Regions from separate parts of the Mus musculus genome. Here all the other regions are linked to region 2. The links are chromatin contacts, called in public Hi-C maps. All regions are on one chromosome and are shown on one strand. Each heading gives the region's core, a stretch centred on a gene start, on an enhancer-like site or on the middle of the called end of the contact. The rest is flanking DNA. Distances are from core to core; before and after follow the strand shown.

The links. Hi-C and Micro-C count contacts between places; a contact is called where the count stands out from the background.
Region 1: a contact with region 2 is called in a Hi-C map of cerebellum, with 2.4 times the contacts expected there. The contact joins two enhancer-like sites. A contact is called at or near these places in 4 of 484 Hi-C or Micro-C datasets (cerebellar granule neurons and cerebellum).
Region 3: a contact with region 2 is called in a Hi-C map of cerebellar granule neurons, with 2.9 times the contacts expected there. The contact joins two enhancer-like sites. A contact is called at or near these places in 2 of 484 Hi-C or Micro-C datasets (brain and cerebellar granule neurons).

What each region holds. Positions count from the first base shown.
Region 1 is chr11:43,254,187-43,256,886 of GRCm38.p6, forward strand. It overlaps Atp10b (ATPase, class V, type 10B), which reads left to right. Exons shown (of 23, transcript NM_176999.3): 22 at 1-177. Among named protein-coding and RNA genes, the nearest start is that of Gm12146, 31 kb to the left of the region's middle. Within about 2 kb of position 1,260, at least 2 of the 459 cell types and tissues checked have an H3K27ac peak or open chromatin away from gene starts, as enhancers often do. A contact at or near this core is called in cerebellum, where this site is marked.
Region 2 is chr11:42,753,767-42,756,466 of GRCm38.p6, forward strand. No RefSeq gene overlaps it. Among named protein-coding and RNA genes, the nearest start is that of Gm34644, 120 kb to the right of the region's middle. Within about 2 kb of position 1,340, at least 8 of the 459 cell types and tissues checked have an H3K27ac peak or open chromatin away from gene starts, as enhancers often do. A contact at or near this core is called in cerebellar granule neurons and cerebellum, where this site is marked.
Region 3 is chr11:42,305,034-42,307,733 of GRCm38.p6, forward strand. Gabra6 (gamma-aminobutyric acid (GABA) A receptor, subunit alpha 6) reads right to left here. Exons shown (of 9, transcript NM_001099641.2): 9 at 1,404-2,502. The coding sequence ends at 2,227. Among named protein-coding and RNA genes, the nearest start is that of Gabra6, 15 kb to the right of the region's middle. Within about 2 kb of position 1,283, at least 1 of the 459 cell types and tissues checked has an H3K27ac peak or open chromatin away from gene starts, as enhancers often do. A contact at or near this core is called in cerebellar granule neurons, where this site is marked.

The DNA of each region.
Region 1 (2,700 bases), core at 10-2,509, 500 kb after region 2:
TGGCCTTGTCCTCCTGGGAAGCTTCTTGATGTACTTCGTGGTTTCCCTAATATACAACGCCACTTGTGTCACCTGCAACAGCCCCACCAATCCCTACTGGGTGATGGAAAGGCAGCTCTCAGACCCCACGTTCTACCTCATCTGCCTCCTCACTCCGGTTGTGGCTCTTCTACCAAGGTTTGAGCTCTTGGGCAATGTCCTTTAAAATCCCCAGTCTCCCCTAAGTTCATATACTGCAAATGTATTAGATTTTGTGAAGAAATTCCTAGCAAGATCAACTTAAGGATAGAGGGCTTTTTTTTCAGCTCACAGTTTGACAATTGTCTATCATGGAGCCTGTCACATGGCTCCCATGCTCAGAAAGTGGAGAGACAGGACTATTGGTTCTCAGCTTACTTCCTCTGCACAGCCCAGAACCCCCAGCCCACAGTAAAGGTGTCTCTTTCCTCCTCTGCTAAACCTTTCTAGAAACACACACAGAGATCTACCCAGATGTGTGTTTCCATAAAGCTTCTAAATCAGTCAAGGTGACTGGGGCCTTGAGATTGTTGTGCAGAGGCGAGGTGCTAGGATAAAGGAACAATAAGCCAGAGGGTAAATAACATGGACTCAGTTCCCAGGTCAGTCATAGAGAAGCAAAATGGCCTCCGCTGTGACATATGGAATGTAGGAGTGATCATTTTACCTCCCTGGCTTATAAATTCTGTTTTGTGGTAAGGGAGCATTTCTTTCAAGCTCTCTAATCTTTTTCTATTAGTGGGGGAGTCTTGCACTTCAGTGCCTGGAGGAAAGGCAGCAGAACAGTAAGCCACATGCAATGCACACAAGGAGGCAACGAACTTCCTGTCATTCCAGGGAAGAACTATGAATCAGAACTTCAGATTTCTCTCAGAAATTTTAATTTTTTTCATGAAGTAGCCAATTTTTATCATCGCTTAAGTTTAAAGCACGTGTGTCACGTTTTTAAAGGCTCTGTCTTCCTGATAAATCATTCATATTCACAAAGCATTTCCTGAGGCTTCCCACCTAAAAACTTCTGCTTTCACGTCTTCAAAGAAAATATCAGCAGTAATGGTGGTTCTCTGTGGCATTCATGTTGGATACGTACTGTATAGCCTCAAAGCTAGGAAGAAATTCATTAGCCCAGTGTTCTTCATTGGAAAAATGATTAGAGCCAGAGTCTTACTAGGCTGCAGCAGCAGCTTAAGAAAGGCCATTGAAACATGTGCACGGACTGTTGACACACATGGAGAGAACAGATGGGCATCAGGGTGATGGCTTGCTGAACAGATGAGGGATGACTTAGGGAAATGTTAGCAAGTATGTACTTGCTACCGACCATGGTATACAGGCCAAAGCTTTGCTCATATTAGCACCACAACATTGAATTCGCATTTAATTCTATTTACTAAGGTCAAAGGGATTTCTTCTGATAATGAAGGGATTATTTTAATAGTTATAAGCACTGCTGACTTTCAAGTTTGGCATGATCCTTGTTTGTTTATATAAACCCACATGACAGAATGTTTGCTGTAGAAAACTGTTCCTGGCTTGCAGTTGAAAGTCATATTACTCATAATGGGGATTGGTCTTCCTCACCAATCTTGTAATAATAGGCCACTAACCTTAGGCTAGGTAACCCACCCAGGTCAAAAGAACATGACAAATTCCCTTCAACTAGAGCATAGATGTATACAAACTATTACAGATTTAAAAGCAAAATAACATACCAAGCTTAAACCCTAATATATCCTCTTAATCCTTTTAATTGGGCCCTCTGCCCTTGACTTTTTTTTTTTTGCAAGTTGTATTTATGTATTTAGGGATGTGTGTGTGTGTGTGTGTGTGTGTGTGTGTGTGTGTGTGTCTTTGTGTATATAAAAAATGAGGCCATGAACTTGAAAGAGAACAAGGAAGATTATATGGGATGGTGTGAGGGAGGAAGGAGACAGGAAATTATATACTCTCAAAAAAAAAAAAGAAAGAATTCTGACCTAGAAAATAGGTCAGGTAGGCTGCAGAGCTGACTCGACATGGCCTATGCTTGGAATGTCTTCCAACTTCTCTTTCTTTCCTTTACAACTCACAGCCTAGATACAGTGAGTGGCAAGCCTTCATCCCAGGCTCTCTGGTCTCCTAGTTTTATACTTGTTCCATACATACAAAAACCACTGTTCTGAACTGAAAAATATTTCGCAGATGCCTCCAACACGGGCCTCTCATTGATTCCAGTTGCATTTCTTTAACTCATTCATCAACTGCACACAGTCTAACAAAAACAGAGAGCACCTATGACTTTCCTCGAGGTTCACCCTCCAAAGCCAGCCTCTTTAGAGTTCCCTTCAGCAAATGCCAGGGCCCAGATTGTCCTCTAGCAATTATCCTTGGCATCCCTTGGGGCTGCATAACCATACACAGCAACAAGTCAACCTTTCTACCTGCGGTATCTTTCTCAGATACATCTGCAATTTTCATTTCTACAGCTGCCATCATAAACAGGCTACTTCCCTGACATCCCAAATTATACAATTTGTCTCCTCTTGAGACTTTTCTCACTATCTATTATTAATGTATCAAAGTCTGGTCTAGTCATGCGTTTGCCAGTCACAAAAGCATCCCTGGGCCTTTATAATAAAACACAAAATGCAAACCACGGCCCACAGTCCTTGCCTGCTCTAGTCATTGTCTCCCCATCTAGGA
Region 2 (2,700 bases), core at 90-2,589:
GAGCTGTGACGAAAGGATGGACCATTTAGAGACTACCATATCCAGGGATCCACCCCATAATCAGCTTCCAAACGCTGACACCATTGCATACACTAGCAAGATTTTGCTGAAAGGATCCAGATATAGCTGTCTCTTGTGAGACTATGCAGGGGCCTAGCAAACACAGAAGTGGATGCTCACAGTCAGCTATTGGATGGATCACAGGGCTCCCAATGGAGGAGCTAGAGAAAGTACCTGAGAAGTGTCAAATCTTAATACTAAAAGAGTATTTGGCAGTGTCTCCTCTCAGAATGCAATCTCAATCATAAAGTACAAACTCTGTGAGGACATAGAAAAGAAGTGTTTTAGGTGATATCCCCAGTGCCTATCACAGCTTTGCATTGGGTAACCACTCAATACATACTTAGTGAATAAATGAATGGATGAAGTAGAAGAAAAGAGTTATATCTTCAGATCTTTAATTAAAACAATTCCCATGCTTCAGCTGAGAATGCATCACTTGGAGATCTTTCAGGTGTTCTGGTGTGAACTCTCCTTATGCTCATGGATGTTTCTTGAATACACTTAGGTTATGATTCTCAGGCCTCACCTAGGACAGTGTTTTTAAACCCCTTTGCTGGTTGCATATAAGATATTCTGAATATCAGATATTTACATTATGATTTATGACAGTAGCAAAAGTATAGTTAGGAAGTAGAAATTAAATAATTTTATGATTGGGGGTCACCACAACATGAGAAACTGTATTGACTTAGGGTCTTTGTATAGCATGTTTTCTTCTCTGGAAAGATAATTTCTGGATTTGTAATACTCTTCTGATGTATTTCCTCCCGGGGGGCGGGGGGGAAGAATTCCTTGTCAAGCTCTGTCCGATTAGCCTTCAGAACAACCCTGCCCCATAGTGGCAATCCTGTATCCAAAGAATGACTTCAAGACTGGTGAATGGTTTTGATCTCCTGCCAGGTTAGATGATGAAGAAAAAGAATTTGCCTTTCAGAGTTTAATTACAGCAGAATGAAGTTATTAGCTTTTTCAGCAAGCACACTGAAATGGGTTTAGTGTAGCTCCTAAGGCAGGAAGAACATAGCATGGAATACCAAATAAAAGTTAACAAATAGTAGATTAAAAAAAAAAAACACATTTTTTCTTTATCAGAAAAAGAAAAAAAAAAAAAACAGCTAGAGAATCTAAGCCCTGTGGCAGAGCAAACATGCTTGTTCCTTTAGCTTGCCAGATGGGGATCTGAGGTCCCAGAGGGCAGGATGGAGACACAGGGTGCTGCCTTATCCTAATGAGGTTTGCCCTAGAATTGAAGAAGACAGATGGGCCTGCAGCTTGGAAGCCCTCAGCAATCTCCCTGGTAACTGGCAAGCAAGGAGCGAATTCCTACGTTTGGTCACTGCCCTCTCACTCTGAGCCCTATCTCCCTGTGTCGTCTTGTTTGGGGAGCATTTGTACTGCTTTAAGCTACATTGAATTCTCCTCTCATGTTTCTTTCTGTTACTTCCTTGGTCTTATGTGCTTGTCTACTCTCCATTTCCATTACACTTTCCTGCAGTAGTGTTGCCTATATCAGCTCCATCTTAGTTATTTCTGAACCTGTGACAGGTGTTCTATGAAGAGTCATATATGGATTACTGATAAGTGAAGGTGGGTACTGCTTAAACCTCTTATTTCTCTTCATGCTCCCAATTTAGAGCTTTTTGTTGGAGTAAAATGGGAATGAATAGCCACTTGAAGAAATGTAGCATCCCTCCTACTTGATGCTAGCCCTTGGAGACTGCATACCTCAGTGAACGTGAGTGATCTCATCTCACAGTGAGACCCACGTATGCTTCCCTGGATGACAGCAGAGTCTCCACGGAGAACACATTTCCCTGCCACCAGGCAGTGAGCCAAATGCTTGTAGTGTTCTGCCTTGAGGAACACAGGCTAACTGGCCTTTTATGAGGGAATGATCAAAATTTGAGAACCATTCTCCTGGTGGAATTTAAATACTCTTACTCTCCTACAGAGCTATTTCCCTCCAGACTTCCCCCAAAGCAGCGAGAACACAAACAAACAAAAATTACTGTTGAAGAATTTAGAAAGTACCAACTATGTTAACATATAGAATTTGAGAGACTGAGACAGGAGAATAGAATATAAATAATAAACCAAAGAAAAAACAAATAAACTCTGAATTGATATGATGTTTAAACTGAAAAATTATACAGGAGTATGGGATGTATTTGCTAAGGAAAACATCATAAACAAATGAAGGCTGTTATTGTGTCACAGGTCTCACAATATAGGTCGTGACTCAAGAGTGCTATTCTATTTTAAATTGACAAAATGATCAATCAAAACGGAACGTGCATGAGCCATTGATGAGAATCTAGAGTAAGCCTCAGACTATGAATTGATATAGATCAATTCTGTCTGAAAATTAAAGAACAGAGATTACAGGTGGGCGGCATATCAAAATCTTCACTTTAAAATAAAAATGACATGAAATAGCGTCTATGACCTTATGATAACTCCCTTCACATTCTCTCTCACCCTATGCATTGACCATCCTTTCCTGGCATTTTATCATGCTTCCATGTCTCATATACAATGGACCTAGAGCTTATAGAGTTATTCTCTTAATGCCCAAAATACGATTCCCCTAACTCATTTCAGAGTCATTCACCCCTTGACCTCTTGTCTAAAAGGTCC
Region 3 (2,700 bases), core at 33-2,532, 450 kb before region 2:
GGTGGGATTGAGGTTATGATTAAGGTGTGAATTAGCTAGGGTTCAATACCAGTGCTCAGGAATGATTTATAGCTGTAGTACATTAATGGGTTGTGTTTTAAACATTTTCCATGTACTGAATGCCTTAGTTCTCTCTCTCTCTCTCTCTCTCTCTCTCTCTCTCTCTCTCTCTCTCTCTCTCTCGATATAGAGATAGATATAGATAGTTAGAAGGTAGATATAGATATATGGATATCGATATATGGATATAGATATATGAATATAGATATATGGATAGATAGATAGATAGATAGATAGATAGATAGATAGACAGACAGATAGACAGATAGATAGATAGATACAGAGATATAGAAATATATATTTTAAGGGAAAATATACCCTTCCCTTTCCTATCTGCAATTATCCCCACTGTATCCTTTCTTATTCTGTTTAAAAGTCTTGGCATCTAGTTTTAAACATATTGCTTCATATATATGAATGTAAAAATAGATTCATAAATATATAATTATAATCTGCTCACTCCACATATTATTACTTGTATGTATATGTTTTCACAGATGATCACATGGCATTACATAACCAAGGGCTCTTCCATTGCTGCCTTGGTTTTTCATCTTTAAATGGAGAAAATAACAGAATATGCTTGACATAGTTGAGATGAAGACTCAATATTGCCTAGCTTAGATGAAGATAGAGATCTACTTGGCTTTTAATTACTTAACATACTCCCTAAAACATAAATGGATTTCTGTGTAATTATACCATCTTTGTTATATAGAGTTAAGGAAATAGCATATTTTTCACTATTAAAATGATCTTTAGAACAATGTATCTAAGAAATCCTATTCTATAAGTAAAAATAGTCTACAGAGTTTAAAGACACTTGATTGAAAATCAAAACAATAGATAAGTTTGACAGAAAGCTTATCTCTTTCACCTTTAGTAGAAAGATATTTTAAATAAAATTGAAATTGTTTATTTGTAGTAGGTGGGTATTTTCATGGATAGGGACAAAATTATTTATACAAAAGTATTTTTTGATGTGTAAATGGATTCTGAGATTCAGTCCATTTGAACGGACTGCATGGTCTGCCTTCTCTTATGCCTGATTTTTCTTTCCCTAGAGTAACTTTATACAAGAGAAACACTGAGGAATCATCAAGTACTGGGGAAATAGGGAGATGAGAACTGCCAGCCAGATTTCAGTGTTGATATTAGAGAAGCAAAAGGAAGCAGCAATTATTTGACTGTGATTCAAATCTTCTCAGCCTCTGACTGTGCTGGGCTGTCTCACCTTCTGTGTCTCAGAAAGGCTGTTAGTGACACTGGGGAAGAGGAAGCCAGTTCATGTCTTGGTACCCAAGAAAACTTATCCTCCCATGTTAATGAATCAAAACCAGAGATGCAGGCCTGTTGTGGTTTTATTTAGCATTATATTTAGGAAAGTGTAGCATATGATGGTAGCCATAATCAGAATATACAGTCATAGTATAGTCCACCAAGTGACCTTGCTAGAACCTCCTGGTGTTAGCAAGCATCTTCTTTTTAAATGTGAATTTAGTGGGAAATAGCAACAGTATTGCAGCATAACTAAAGCTATGTACATATGCATACATAATTTATAAACTATGTATTATTTATTTTTATATAATGCCACATTTTATTGAGGTAAAAGAACACAGCAAGGTTAAAAAGAAATGTCTAAACTAAATATAAGCAGTCCAATGCCACTGAAAGTTCTTGTAAAATTGTAAAGGCCACCAGCATGCTGTATAAACATACCAATAAATATTTAGAGTAGAAATTAAGACAAAATAAATAAATTTAAGGCAAGCTTTAGAAGGGTCAGTATGTCTGAATTTATCTGCTATGTGGAAAATATTATTCACAGTGACAATTAAGATATTGAATATGAAGACAAAGGTTGGCAAACTCATTTTGAATCTACCTTATTCACATTATTATTATTATTACTATTATTAATATTATTTACAGAAAATTTGTATTTTCAGTAGCCTTCTAAATTTTATTTTAAATTTAATTTTGAAGAGTACCACTATTGTTTTTAGCCCATACATACCTATTCCATATTATGAAATGCAGACATTCAATTTTCAAGTCGTATCTGAAATGAGACTATGTCTACTAACCTCAATAATTTGTGTTCTGTCAGTGAGGAAAATGGAAAATGACAAACTACAGTATCCAGATTTTTCTGGTTACAAACTACTCAACAGTACTGCTCACTTCCATTGTATCTTTGGAAAGGTAAACTATCCAGTACACAAGGTTGAATCCTGCAAAAGCTACTGGGAAGAGAATTCGAGAATACTGATCTATTTTGCTGGTGCCCCCAGTGGCTGGTAAGAGCAATGGGGGAGAGACAGGCGTCGATTTTAAGATGGGCGTTCTACTGAGGGCTTTGCTGGCCTCAGAAGATGGAACGATGGGCAAAGTCAGAGAGCTGATTCTCTTCTTCAGATGGTACTTGGAGTCAGAATGCTAAGAAAGAGAAGTAACAATCATCAACATAGCAAACTAAAAAAGATGCCCTGTCTTTGTCTCCAGAGGCATGACTTTCCACTGACACATATGTATTAACTCTGTATGGCAAATCATCAACAAATTCACAATAGTATGTTATATTGTCATTTTCCTAAAAGTTACAGCAAAGCTTTAACTTTGTGTATGTGTTTGTGG